Linked DNA regions of Rattus norvegicus: all the other regions are linked to region 2. Evidence: chromatin contacts called from public Hi-C data. All regions are on one chromosome and are shown on one strand. The core of a region is the stretch at or near the end of the contact, and the rest is flanking DNA. Distances in the headings are between cores, read along the strand shown. Region 1 overlaps Park7 (Parkinsonism associated deglycase). Region 2 has its middle 27 kb from the start of Slc45a1. Region 3 holds the start of Errfi1 (ERBB receptor feedback inhibitor 1).

Region 1 (4,215 bases), core at 606-3,105, 210 kb before region 2:
CTAAGGCCCTGTGGTTGGCGCTGTTTCCTCTCTACCCTGGTACATTTACACTACACATGCTCCCTGGGCTTCCTTCCGTACATTTTCCATCACAGATTTTTCTGCATTTTAAAACACACACACACACACACACACACACACACACACACACACACACATATATATATATATATATATATAGAGAGAGAGAGAGAGAGAGAACGAGCGAGCACGCACAGCACACACCCCAGAGAACAGGTAGGGTGTTGGGTCCTGTGCAGCTGGAGTTAGAGGCAGTTGGGCCCCGTGTCAGTGCATTTTTTTGTTTGTTTACAGTGGTTTTTTTTGTTCCACAAAAGGTGCACACCTTTACCACCTTTATTTGTTTCATTTTGGATGGTTTGTTATTGTTGTTTTGAGACAGGGTCTTGGTATCTGGCTGGCCTCAAAGTTAGTAAGTAGCTGAGGGTAGCCTTGAACCCTTGACCTTCCTGCTTCTACCTCCTTCTATGGGTGTGCACTACTATGCCTGGCACTTACTTTTTTTTGGTGTTAGAGTCAAACCCAGGCCCTCAAGCATGGTAAGAATGTGCTCTACCACAGAGATTCATATAACTCCACCCCCAGACCCCACCCCTCACACCCCGCAGGCATACATGCTGTTCTTTGGCAGATACTGGGCTGCCATTTAATACAGTAAAACTGAAGTGTTCCCTTTTGTTTCCCGACTCACAGGGACCATACGATGTGGTTGTTCTTCCAGGAGGAAATCTGGGTGCACAGAACTTATCTGAGGTAAAAACTGCACTGTCACAAAAAAAAAAAAAAAAGCTTGTGGAGAAACTCACAGCTTCTGCCTTGTCGCCTTGGTATGCTTCAGGATGTGCTGTAGGCACAGGAGAAGCAGCAGAGGTTAGCTCTGAGTCCAGCCTGCCCACACAGTTCTGAGAACAGCGCTGCAGATCTCTGCTGCACACAGGCTTGGCGAGTGTGGACTGGCGCAAGGCTGCAAGCTTCCCAGCTGCTGCAGCAGCAGAGTGGGTTAAGCCTAGAAGGTGCTGCCTGCTCTGTCATCGGGGTTGAGGACAGCTGCAGGACCACAGACAGGATGACATGAGAGGCAGCCATTGCTCTTTGTTTCGAGCTCTATGTGAAGAGTCATGCAGGAGAGGCAGGAGCAGGGAGTGGGCTGTACCTCCTGGGGGTCTTTTCCCTCTGCCATCTGAAGCTGCTGAACCCTGTGTCCCCTCACTTCTGCCTCTTCTGGAGCACAGGACAGGGTTATGTGTCTTAGTGACTTTGCTTTGTCTTTCCAGTCTTTATTGGGCCTTTCTCTTGGAGTGAATGCCATTGACCAGGCTTGAGAACACAGACACACTGGGAAGCTGGTTAGAGCGCTTTCTGGGAAACGGCTAGAAGTGAGTTAGGCTGGGAGTGACAGTCTCAGTGGTGACTGGCGTTTGGGTTCTCTCTCTAGTCGGCTTTGGTGAAGGAGATCCTCAAGGAGCAGGAGAACAGGAAGGGCCTCATAGCTGCCATCTGTGCGGGTGAGTAAGTGCGGGTGTGGGGCATGCAGCGGCTGAGGCACTGGCCAGTCTCTCAGGGCTTGACTGCACACAGCTTGCCTTCATGAAGCCAAAAGGCGCCCACACTGGCTGTTTGGTTTGGGTGGCATGAACTCCTGTCTCGGCAGCACTGAGCCCAATTGTTGAGCGTTCTGTCTCTGTGCCCTGGGTCGCTGTCTGTGAAGTTCGGTGTTTTCCCTGTTTGGTTGACCTCAGGGAAAATAAGGCTTCTGGAATCCAGCAGACAGCTTGTTCCAGCACATCTCTGTGCCAGCAGTTAGGCCTGCCAGGAGAGTCAGCAAGAATTTGACCGGCACAAACGCCACACATCTCCCCGGGCTCGCCTGCCTCTAGGGCATGACTGAGCCTTGGCTTGAGTGCTCTTGAACACTCCTGCTTCAGATGAGGGCTTTCGTCCATGTCCTGAGCCTTGAAACTCTGATCGTTTGCTTCCTGGCCCACTTAAAATCCATGCTGTTGCTTTAACATCAGGCGATGTTCTGGCATCTGGCGTCTTCCTCATCCGATGCCTGAAGTGGTCACAGAACAAATGGACAGTGACTGAAGGGATGGATGGTTTCTTTGGGGATCAAGGGACTCTATCCTAGCTCTGGTGCCCTGGTTTCCCCCCAAGGGACAAAGCAGGTGATGCAGGGACCTCTGTGGCTATTTGTGTCTTGTTGAGATGACGGCACCTGTCGAAGCCATCTTTCAGGCTAGGCACTATGCTATACTCTGCTGTTTTAAAACTTTCCCTGGGGCTGGAGAGTTGGCTCTGCAGTTAAGAGCGCTGGCTGCTCTTGCAGTTCAGTTCCCAGCAACCACATGGCTGCTCACAACTGTCAGTAACTCCACTTCCAGGGAATCTGACATCCCCACACCAATGCATATAAAATAAAATTAAATAAAAATTTAAAAAAATTTCCCCATTTGGACCGGCTAGGAGACCAAGCTATAACCGCAGTGCCGTGGTGGTAGAAGCAGGAGTACTGTGAGTTTAAGACCACCCTAGGCCACATAGGAGAGCCTCTCTCCACAGAAGAAAAGAAAGAAGGGAAAACGTGAGGATAAGTTGTAAGTCCCCAGTGCAGGCCCTAGCATGGCTGAGTTGTATGTGCCTAGCGTGTGGGAAGTCCTGGCTCTGTTCCCAGCACCAAAAACACACATGGGAAGCCAGTCTTACTCCCAGAAGTGGCAGGTTGTGGGCATCGGGATCCAGGGATTGCTGCTTGAGTGCACAGTAGAGAGCCAGTGGGAGCCCCTGCACATCAGCTCCCCTGACAGGGCCCCGGCCTGAGCTCTCACAGCCACAGCTCAGGGGTTTCTGTTGGTTGATGGTTGCTATCCGTAACCGTCCTGTCCTGACTGGACGGGAAGTCTTTCGCTGTGTCTGGGTGACCAGCCTCCCTACGGTTTGCCTGGGTTTGTTCCTTAGACTTGGCTGAAAGTAAACAGCAGTGTCATCGTCTTCCGTGTCATGGACTAGAATGTCGGCAGCTGAAGCTGGCTTGCTCGCTTGCTTGTGCTCAGTCAGGCCTGAGGGCCAGCCCTTCCTCCAAACCTAGTCAGTGTTAAAAAAAGAAACTAGCAGTCCTATGTCACCGTCTCAGAAGGATAAACAGAAAAACCGGGGCGACTCGGGCAGAGGACGGAGCTCTGTGATGAAGCCTGTCTTCATCAGCAGGAGGTCTCAGTTGTTCGCCTCACCCTTGGTGCTGCTGAGTCCAGAAGAAAGTCATTGCAGGGAGGCTTTCCTGAGGATGAGTCAGGGAGAGAGAGGGAAGTTTGCAGGGGAAGGGGCCCTGGGAGTCAGAAGCTTGGGGTGTAAGGGTTCACCTGGAACCCAAGGAGTTCTAGTTGGCTGGGTGTCCTTCAGGCGTCCACCAGGCGGCGCTGTAGGAAGAGGCGGGGAGGGGGGGCCCTGTCTGCTGCCAGTTCCCAGAGCTAACTTGGCATGGTCTTCATCAGAGGCTCAGGTGATGGCAGTGGTGATCAGGCCATTAACTCCCCCCCCACCCCCCACCCCCAAAAAAAGAAACAAACAGTGGTTAGTTGCTTTCCATGACGGGACGGCAGCCATGCTTACCTTACCAGATGTGCTCACATAGGCTCATTGCAGATGCTCTGTGTAAGCCATGGTATTTAGAGTGGTGGCTATTCACGCTCTAGGTGTTTGATTTAGAAGAATACTTTTCCTGCTAAGCGGTTTTGGTTTGTTTTTTCTCTCTTTTTCTGGAGCAGGGCCCTCTATGTGGTCTTCATTGGCCTGGGACTCGCTCTGGAACTGGATCTGTAGACCAGGCTGGCCTGGAACTCACAGAGATCCACCTGCCTCTGCCTCCCATGTCCCTGGGCTCACAGGGCTGTGCTTTGGTTTTACAGCACAGGGTTTCTCTCTAACCTCTCATGCGTATTCTTACATCTTACTCCTAGGTCCTACGGCCCTGCTGGCTCACGAAGTAGGCTTTGGATGCAAGGTTACATCGCACCCATTGGCTAAGGACAAAATGATGAACGGCAGTAAGTATGTCTGTACCCTGTGCTTTTCCACTGACAGAGTCCTAGAACCGGGGGGTTCCCCGGTGTGGTATGGCAGCCTTGTTCCCTCTATGCCCCTCTCAGGGGCACTTGCCCAGCCTGGTACAGAGGAGCCTCCCAGCCTCCGCGCATG
Region 2 (4,673 bases), core at 624-3,123:
GGGTGCGTGAGATTTAATGGCAGAGTTATTGATGCCATGGACAGGCAGACAGACAGACAGCAGCATGACAGAGCCTCTGAGGTGAATTCCAGCCCATGAGGCAGGTAGATTCCCTTCTTATAGGTCTCAGAGGAAGGGGAAGATTCCTGGACTCAAGGCTTCTCCAAGTCCCGGGCAGCAGGGAAAAGAGAGAGAATTTGGGGTGGTAACATGTGACTTCATGGATGTGTGGAAGTGAGGAGGGGCATGTCTCATAGAGATGTACCCATCATACTGTGGGGGGCATGTCTCTCTCTGGAGTCTGGCAGACAGACTCGTCAGCTTCCTTGGGGGAGGGAGAATGACACCTGTCATTTTTCCTGAGATCCAAGCACCTGTTAGGAGCTTGAAGCATCCCAGACAAGCTATGGGGAGTGAGGGGGAGAGGGGCTTGCCATTTCCTTACAGAGATTCTCCTGCAGCTGGGTAGGCTGAGCAGCAGTTTGGTCTGGATTCTACCAGACATCTGTGAGAAGAAGTGAGCAAGAAATAGATACCTCATAGCTGCAGCCTCAGAAGGAAGCTCAGGACACCTCAGCCAGCTTTTCAATCTCACAGATGAAACTGCTCTCCGGTCTAGTGACCTGTGTAAGGTTGTGGGTTTCTGGGCCCTGCAGGGCTAGATGCTAAGACTTCATGCGTTGAAGACCAGAACTGTCTTAACTGAGGAGAACACATGGAAAGGCACACTCCAAGATGCTGGGACCATAGATGCATGCCACACAATTAACAATGTGTCAAGGGTAGAGGCCCAGGCATTTGTACTGTGCCAGGCAAAGGCTCTGCCTATGAGCTACATCCCAGCCCCAGGGTTGAGATTGCTCAGAGGAAGCAGTGCAGTGGAATCTTCCCGGGGTTTCTGTTTCTGTTCCGCCAAGATTTAAGCCGTGCCCAGGGAAAGAGCCGCAAGCTACCATGACTTCCTGCCACGAGGGACTGTGTCTCTCTAAACCATGAGCCCACTTCCTGCCAGGAGGGACTAAACCACGAGCCCAAATGAAACCTCAAAAAAAAAAAAAGTGGAGGGAGGGAAAGCCATCATATCTTTAATACCCTGGGGACACATGAGGGGAAGTGACAGGTCCAGGGTTTCCAACACTGCAGGTGGATTGACCTCAGTCACTGGGCGCAAACAGTCTCCCCTGCATCTTTGGTTGATGCTTCTGTACAGCACAGTAGGTAACAGAAATTGGGGGCTCTATTAAGTCAACACCCTGGAAATCAAGGCCTTAGCATCCTGGGGGCGGGGGCGGGCCATGCCTGCTCATCGACCCACAGCAGGGTCTGTCTCTCCTCCCACATTTGGAGCAGCTGAGTTCACTTTCAATAAACCCCTGGGCCCTCATCTTCCTCAAACTGCCATTCCCGGTGTGGCCTTTTTCTGATTGGAAGTTGACCCACAGCCTGTCGGCTGTCCCGAGCTGCTGAATCACTTTTTCTATAATTGCAAAAAACAACAATTTCTGTTGTTCACAGCACAGCTTTGAGCCAATAAAATCAATTACCTCGCCTAGGAAATCAGCCCTGGGTTTTGCCTGCAAAGGTCAATGTTCACCCAGAGAAAGGTTCTCAAACACGGCTCGCTTGGGTGTAAACATTTGTCACGTGGAATACAGGCACTCATTGTCCACGGGGTTGTTTATTTTATTAGGCGGTTACCTGGGGCAGACTCAGCAGTCTGCTTCCTGTCCCAGTTTCTCTTGCCCAAGACCTTGGGCAACTGTTTATCTGACAGAGTGTCCTGTCCCCTGTCCCTTCTTCTGGGAACAGAGGCAGAGGACGCTGTACAAATAAAACACCTGGTGCCTGCATTCCTGATTCGTGCAGCAAGAATTCGAGGTGCTCGCTGGAAATAGTTATGAAAGAGAAAGTTGCTGCAGTCACAGGGACTCAGGTGTGCGTGCCTCCACCTGTGACTTCTGCTTTCGCTGGGTCGTGTTGCTGATGTCAGCAAAATAATTGTAATGGTGATGGGGGCAGGAGGGGGAGCGGTAATCACACAAAAGTCTCCTTCATTTTTTATGAAGTCCAGAGGTTAGAGGGACCCTAGTTCAGGTGCCTCTAGCCAGCCTCCTATTGACTTGTGCCATGTTCTGCTTTTAGTTCACAGTCGCACGCTAACTAGTTCACAAGTCTCACACTAACTAGTTCACAATCACACACTAACTAGTTCACAATCACACACTAGTTCACAGTCACACATTAACTAGCTCACAGTTGCACTAACTAGTTCAGTAACTAGTTCGTAAGTCTCACACTAACTAGTTCACAGTCACATGCTAACTAGTCCACAATCACACAGTAACTAGCTCACAGTCTCACACTAGTTCACAGGCCACTAACTAGTTCAGTTGCATACCAACTAGTTCATAGTCTCACACTAACTAGTTCGCTAACTTCACAAGTCTCACACTAACTAGCTCACAAGTCACCAACTGGTTCAGTCACATACTAACTGTTCATAGTCTCACACTAACTAGTTAACTAACTTCACAAGTCTCACACTAACTAGTTCACAAGTCACCAACTGGTTCAGTCACATACCAACTAGTTCATAGACTCACACTAACTAGTTCAGTATCACACTAACTAGTTCACAGTCTCACACTAACTAGTTCACAAGTTGCACGGGCTTGTTATACAAGAATGCCCACCTCGCTCAGTACCTCTGGACTTGGGGAGGGGTCCCAAGGATGGATGTGTGAGCGTCAGGCACAGAAATCTCAGATTAGGTAAACCAGCTCTGAGACAGGGGAATGCCATCAACAAACTATCTTTTTTTTTATTATTATTATTCTTTTTTTCAGAGCTGGGGAACGAACCCAGGGCCTTGCGCTTGCTAGGCAAGTGCTCTACCACTGAGCTAAATCCCCAACCCCTCAACAAACTATCTTAAAAGTGTGATTTGCGTACCCTCAAATATCATCACATATCTCATGTGGGTTTGCCTGGATCTATTTTTAATTGATTGATTGATTGATTGATTGATTCTTTGAAAGGGGATCTCACAAAGTCCCTGCTAGCTTCAGACTGTGTAGTGGGCGATGATATTGAACATATTTCTGGACATAATCATTGACTTGTTCACTTTAGGGTCTTCTCCCACAGTACCGATTCTGAAAGTTGACTCTCGCCAACTGCACACTGTCATACTGTGATGGGAACCTGGTTTCGCAACTAATTTGACCTATTGGCATTTCTGCTTTTTCTAGTGGAATTGCTGTCATGTGTGTAGTGGGTACTGAGAATGTCGGCATCTCTTCGATGTGTAGAATCACCAGCCCTCCGTGGTGACATTTTTTGAGAGTTCCAGAATTTGGGTTTCTTTTTAAAACACAGACATATTATAAGAATGTGTGGGCTGGGGAGATGGCTCAGTGGCTAAGAGCACTGACTGCTCTTCCAGAGGACCTGAGTTCAAGTCCCAACAACCACATGGTGGCTCACAACCATCTGTAATGGGATCCGATGTCCCATTCCGGTGTGTCCGAAGACAGCAACAGTGTACTCATATACATTAAATGAATAAATACATTTTTTTTAAAAAAAAATGTGCTTTCGTTTTAGTCCCAGGAATGCGAGGCTGCTTTGGACTGTCTGAAGCGGCTGACCATGATTTGCCTCGTGCTCTAACAGAAGCGTGGTTCTGCCAGGTGTGGATAACGTCTGCGACTGTGTGACATTTGGATCTCTGAGAACTTTTCACAGGGTACATAAACGCTAGGGCCCCGATAGTGTGTGTGGGTGATAGCTGGTCATTTAGGGAGGCTGGTTGTGGTTTGTTAGTAGCTGAGGTCAAAGAAGAAACAAAAGAAACAAAAGATTCAGGGCTCTCTTTCCTCTCTACCCTTCTTTCTCTCCTGTCTAGTGTTAGGAGGTAAAACCAGAGGGCTGGAGGGAGGAAAAAAGAACCCATGAAGTAGCAAAGACAAGCTGCAGCCCTCTGTTGGTCCAGTGCCCCACCAGGTTTTAAATGTGTCCTTCCAAACCTTATGTGCAGATCTTTCCAACCAGTTTCCCAAAATTTGGTAAGCAAATCCATACCAATATTACTATCCGTGATCCACACAAGAGCAAGGCAAGAGTGCCACCAATGGTTCAATGGTTCCAAGCACTCACATATGCCCGGGCCAAGTAGAGTTTGACAAATATTTACCTAATGAATGAGAACACCCCACAGAGATTATTCCTGATCCCCACAACCCCACCCTGTCCCCGCCTCCACCATCCTCTACAACAAAGAAAATACCAACCTCTTATCCCCAATCCCAGCCGGTCCTTCCTGGACTACTTTTCTTTTTAACGTTTTTGTTGCATTTTGAAGTGTGTGTGTGTGTGTGTGTGTGTGTGTGTGTGTGTGTGTGTGTGTGCACTTATGCATATACCGTGCATGTGACAGAGAAGAACTTAACAGGAGTCAGTCCTCTCCCTCCACCACGTGGATCAAATTCAAGTCCAGGCTTGGTGAAAGCACCTTTACCCTGTGAGGATCTGGCCGTCCTTTGAACACTTTAACGATTCTTTTCTAGGATATTTTCTTGATATCCTAGAGTGAAAAATGTATCTGGCAACCTGGAATAGCAACACTGAAGAGGCTGAGGCAGGAGGAGGAGGCTCAGGGCTGGCTTGGACTA
Region 3 (4,351 bases), core at 985-3,484, 170 kb before region 2:
ACTGTGAATGATGCCAGAATCCCAACAGCTGGACTGTGTTTATCCAGTTACTGACATTAGCTTTCGTATGTCCCGGCCAAACGCCTGCAGAGGATGCTGTGCGCATCCAGATGGTGAGGTACCACCTCATACTATGGAGATTAGGAGAGGAGCTGCTTCTCTGGTACAGGGAGCCTGGGACATTCAGATTCCGAGAATCACCCTGGGCACCACCTTTCCCTCCTCTGCTCCTTTGTAGAGCAGGCTGATGCAGGTATGCTGACAATCAGGTCAGCTGCAAGCCAGGAGAGTGTACCTGTAATTTAGGGAACCTGCCTTGAAAAGCTGCCATTAGTGTGAGCAGAGAGGCAGCTTTGTTCCGTAGTGCAGTTTTGGGGAAGAGGCAGTTAAGAGCTACTTTCATAAAACAGAAAACACCTAGAGACTATGAGGTAATTAAGTCATACAAAAGGCTCGCCAGTATCTACTATGAACCCAAAGTAGGAAATCCAACTCGTTAGAAAACAATAATTCTACCTCTCAAAAATATGAGTAATCCAGACATTTCATAGCAGCCATTAAAAAGGAATGACAGATTTTCTTTCCAAACTTTATCAGTGCCTGGGCCAATCCTGTTATGCCTTAAAAATGTAAACCGCGCTTCCCTGCACTTAGTTAATCAACATTAGCTATGCACAGGGCAGTCCCTGCCCTTAGGAGTTCACCATCTGATTTATTTGCCAAGATACCGATTTATAGTTCGAGATTTTTACCACTTATCAGCAAATGCCCACCAGAGCACAGGAGAGGTCGTCAAGGCAACGACAGATAGTGTCCAGCCTCTTTTTAAAAATCCTTCATTAACTCATCTCAAACCTGATAATAATCCAAAAGGGATGGGGTGACAATCACCCAGAGTTGACAGGTTAGTAAGAAACCAGCTTGTTATTTTTTTGTCTTTACAAAATTTGCTCTTTTGCTGATATGGGTATCCAGACTATCTTTGGTCTCCACTTTGGTAAACTCTTAAAAACTCCACGTTTTAAGAAAGTTCTTTTTTTTTTTTTTTTTTTTTTTTTTTGGCAAGAGCCGACACAGTGAACTCAAAAATGTTCCAGTTTCAATAGATGCATATCCACTACACCTGTATAGACTTAAGGAAGTATAACCTTTTTTTTTTCCAGGAGGTTTTTTAAAAAAAAAAAAAAAAGAAAGAAAGAAAAGCAATTTATACCTCACCTTTCTTCACCCCTGACAGTTGCCTGGAAACCGGTCCTGCCCTACCAGTGCTGCAGGTGTACCTCCCGTCACATCTCTTTTAAAGCTACAGTCTCTATTCTTACTACACTTAAGTTTATGACTAACAATCTATTCACATTTTTATCAGGTAGGAGACTGGTTTCTTTCAAGCAATGATGAAACCCTAATAAAGTCCGAGGAAGCACCCATCCAGCACCACCAATCACGATTAATTTGAACAAAGATACGATATACGTATAAATACAGGAGACTACCAAGGAGCCTTGGCGTTTGAACAGTTCTGTCTGCATTCTCATTCCTTCTGTAATAAATTTAAGTCACTTAAGGCAAAGAACCACGCTTCTGGAGAGGAAAAGGCCACGGAACAACTCGGATGAATTAAAAAAGAGGAGGAGGAATGACCTTCGTCGCTGAGTCGCACCGAGACTCAGAACTGGTACCAACCAGAGACTAGCAATCTCCGAGCTCGCCCGCAACAGCTTCCCGCAGAAGCTTTCCGGGCCGGACCGGAGGCTGCGCGGGGTGAAAGGGAAGAGGGAAGGGGCCGCAGCAGCCCCACCGCATCCCCCGGCCGCAGCTGCGCGGGTAAGACCCTGGAGCCGCCGCTCCGGAGCCCCAGGCTGTGGAGACGTGTCGTGTGCTCGCCCGTGCATGGCCCCGGCGGGAAGCCGAGGGCACCCGCGGCTCCTCACGCGCCCCGGCCCATCCCGGGAAGCGGCGCGCCGGTGGCTCCCGCTCCAGCCCGCAGTCGGCCGACCGCCGGCCCTCCGCGCCCCCATCCCGCGGTTCCCGACGCCTTACCCCAGGGGAGCGGGGCCCCGCGGCGCCCTCCCGCGCATGTCCGTCCCGGCTAGCTCAGGGCCGCGGGCTCAGGGGCCCGAGCATCGCGCAGGCGCCTCGCCGCTCACTCGCTCTCTCTTTCTTTGCTTGTTCGCAGGCTGTGATCGCCCTCGCTCGCACACCGTACAGATCTCGCTCTCTGCCTCGCACTCGGCCGCCGACGCCGGCGCAGCCGACGCCCGTATTTATAAGGCGAGCCGACAACGTGACGTCGACGCCCGCCGCCCCGCCTCCTCCGCGCAGCCAATCCGGACGGACGGCCACTTAAAGGGGCGATGGTGCTATCGAAGCCTTTGCGTGGGGCCCGCCGGGTGGCGCTGGCATCCTCGTCTCCTGAGGGGACGTTTCTGCCTGGGCCGCTTCTGTGTGAGCTGCCTAGCCTAAGGACACCGGGTTTTCCTCAGAAGGCTGTGAGCGGCCCTGTTTCCAACCCGGGAAGGGTAGTGATGCTGAGATGCGCTTGGGCCCAAGAGGCCCTGAAAGCGGGGCAATTGGGGCTTGGGGAGGAGAAGGGCACCCCGAGGTACAGCGAGGGAGAGTCCAGAGATGGCGAGGAGAGTGATGAAGAACGGAGGGGGACAGTGAGGATCAACGAGGGACTGTTGTGATGATGCGAGACGTGAAGGACGATGTCAAGGCGCTGCAGCCAGGGATGGAGAACCATGAAGAAAGTGGGGTCTGGGAGAGAGAGAGGGCAGTGACCTGAGGGGCATTGAGGGACATCATGCATCTGAAGACAAGAAGGGACAGAGAGTGCCTGGCTAAGGACAATAAGGGATGGAGGGGCGGGTGAGGAGCCCTGAGAGCCACTGCAGGACATATTGAGAACCCTGCCAACTGATAATGGTAGTTAAGGGAAGAACAGCAAGGTGAGGGACAGCACAGGAAGGTGAAGGACAAAGGGGACGGAGCAGTGGGCCATGCTGTGTGGGCAGGATCAGGGAGGCCTCACTCCGGGCTCCTCTGCACTTGGCTTGGCCTCCAGCAAGGCTAGGCTGATCCTGGGCACCTCCCTCAAACCTGCCCCCAGCCCTCTTGGCTTACCTGTCAAAGTACAGTTCTCCATGTCTTTTGGCCCCAGGGTGGCCGCTGAGGCCCAAGGACAAAACGCCATCAAGTCCACAGGGAGGAGGGTTTCTTGGGGGCAGAAATCCGGTGATGCAACTTAGGTTTACAGTTTAACCGTAAAATAAACAATACAATGATAAACCAAGAGTAGTTCAAGAAGAAAAAGCAAACAGACAGAAGCCCTCCAGTTTGAACTGGTACAAATTCCCCTAATGGCGCTCCACAGAGTAGAGAGCACAGACCTGTGGCTGACCTCTGTGGTCCGCACACAGAGCCCTTCCTACACTTCAGCAAGAATGCCTGATAGTTATATGCTTGGCACCACCTAACTGAGCCAGTTTAACATATGGAATGAGGTGCTGGCCTCATTATCTGGTTAACTATTAACTCTGTGCCCCACGAACCGAGCTGCTTCTTCCAGGGTTGACTTACATTTGTTTTTTCATTGAACTCAAAGGCCCTAATTTTGAATTCAAGGCCCGAAGCCCTGGATATTTAAAAAGAAAAGACTGAAAACTCAGATATTAGAAGGCTCATCCCCTCTTTCTGATGGTCCCTACTGGCCTGTAGGGGCTGCCGGGTCACTTCCACACCCACGCTCCTGGTGATTCAATTCTCCCACCTTTTTACCGACATTCACCTGGTAGTATTTTTAATCTCGTGGAAATTAGTCATTGCCAAATTAACTAGGCATTTATTATTTACTTGTTTAAGTTCCGGTGGCTTTTAAGACAGTTTTACTCTGTAGCCTAAGCGGGCCTAAAACTCACTATATAGCTCAAGTTAACCTCAAACTTGGTCATCCTTTGGCCTGCATAGCGTTGAGATTTACAGGCATGAAGTCAGCACATCCAGCTTGACTAGGGTTTGAAAGTCACAGAAAGTTTACGTGCCCTTACCTTTGCTATTTCTGTTTTACCCATACTCTGTGCTATTTTCCTCCTGTGTGTGTGTGTGTGTGTGTGTGCGTGCGCGCGCGCGTGTGCGTGTGCGTGTGCATGTGTGTCTATGTGTATGTTTGTCTCTTCCCCTTCCTGTGTATATATGTATATGTGTGTTCTCTCCTCCATGTGTGTATGTGTGTTCTCCCCTCAGTGTGTGTGTATCCTTGAGTGTGTATGTTTGTGTATGTGTGTGCATGTATGTATGTGTGTGTCCTCCCCTCAATGTGTTTGTATGTGTGTGTATGTGTGTGCATGTATGT

Evidence for each region. Hi-C and Micro-C count contacts between places; a contact is called where the count stands out from the background.
Region 1: a contact with region 2 is called in a Hi-C map of liver, with 4 times the contacts expected there. The contact joins two enhancer-like sites. A contact is called at or near these places in 2 of 12 Hi-C or Micro-C datasets (the Rat2 cell line and liver).
Region 3: a contact with region 2 is called in a Hi-C map of liver, with 7 times the contacts expected there. The contact joins the promoter of Errfi1 here to the enhancer-like site in region 2. A contact is called at or near these places in 8 of 12 Hi-C or Micro-C datasets (Schwann cells, frontal cortex, hepatocytes and 3 more).

What each region holds. Positions count from the first base shown.
Region 1 is chr5:166,647,576-166,651,790 of GRCr8, reverse strand. It overlaps Park7 (Parkinsonism associated deglycase), which reads left to right. Exons shown (of 7, transcript NM_001277250.1): 4 at 715-774; 5 at 1,457-1,526; 6 at 3,978-4,064. Among named protein-coding and RNA genes, the nearest start is that of Park7, 5.5 kb to the left of the region's middle. Within about 2 kb of position 1,855, at least 19 of the 93 cell types and tissues checked have an H3K27ac peak or open chromatin away from gene starts, as enhancers often do. A contact at or near this core is called in liver, where this site is marked.
Region 2 is chr5:166,436,706-166,441,378 of GRCr8, reverse strand. No RefSeq gene overlaps it. Among named protein-coding and RNA genes, the nearest start is that of Slc45a1, 27 kb to the right of the region's middle. Within about 2 kb of position 1,873, at least 10 of the 93 cell types and tissues checked have an H3K27ac peak or open chromatin away from gene starts, as enhancers often do. A contact at or near this core is called in hepatocytes, kidney and liver, where this site is marked.
Region 3 is chr5:166,604,724-166,609,074 of GRCr8, reverse strand. Errfi1 (ERBB receptor feedback inhibitor 1) reads right to left here and starts at 2,234. Exons shown (of 4, transcript NM_001014071.1): 1 at 2,041-2,234.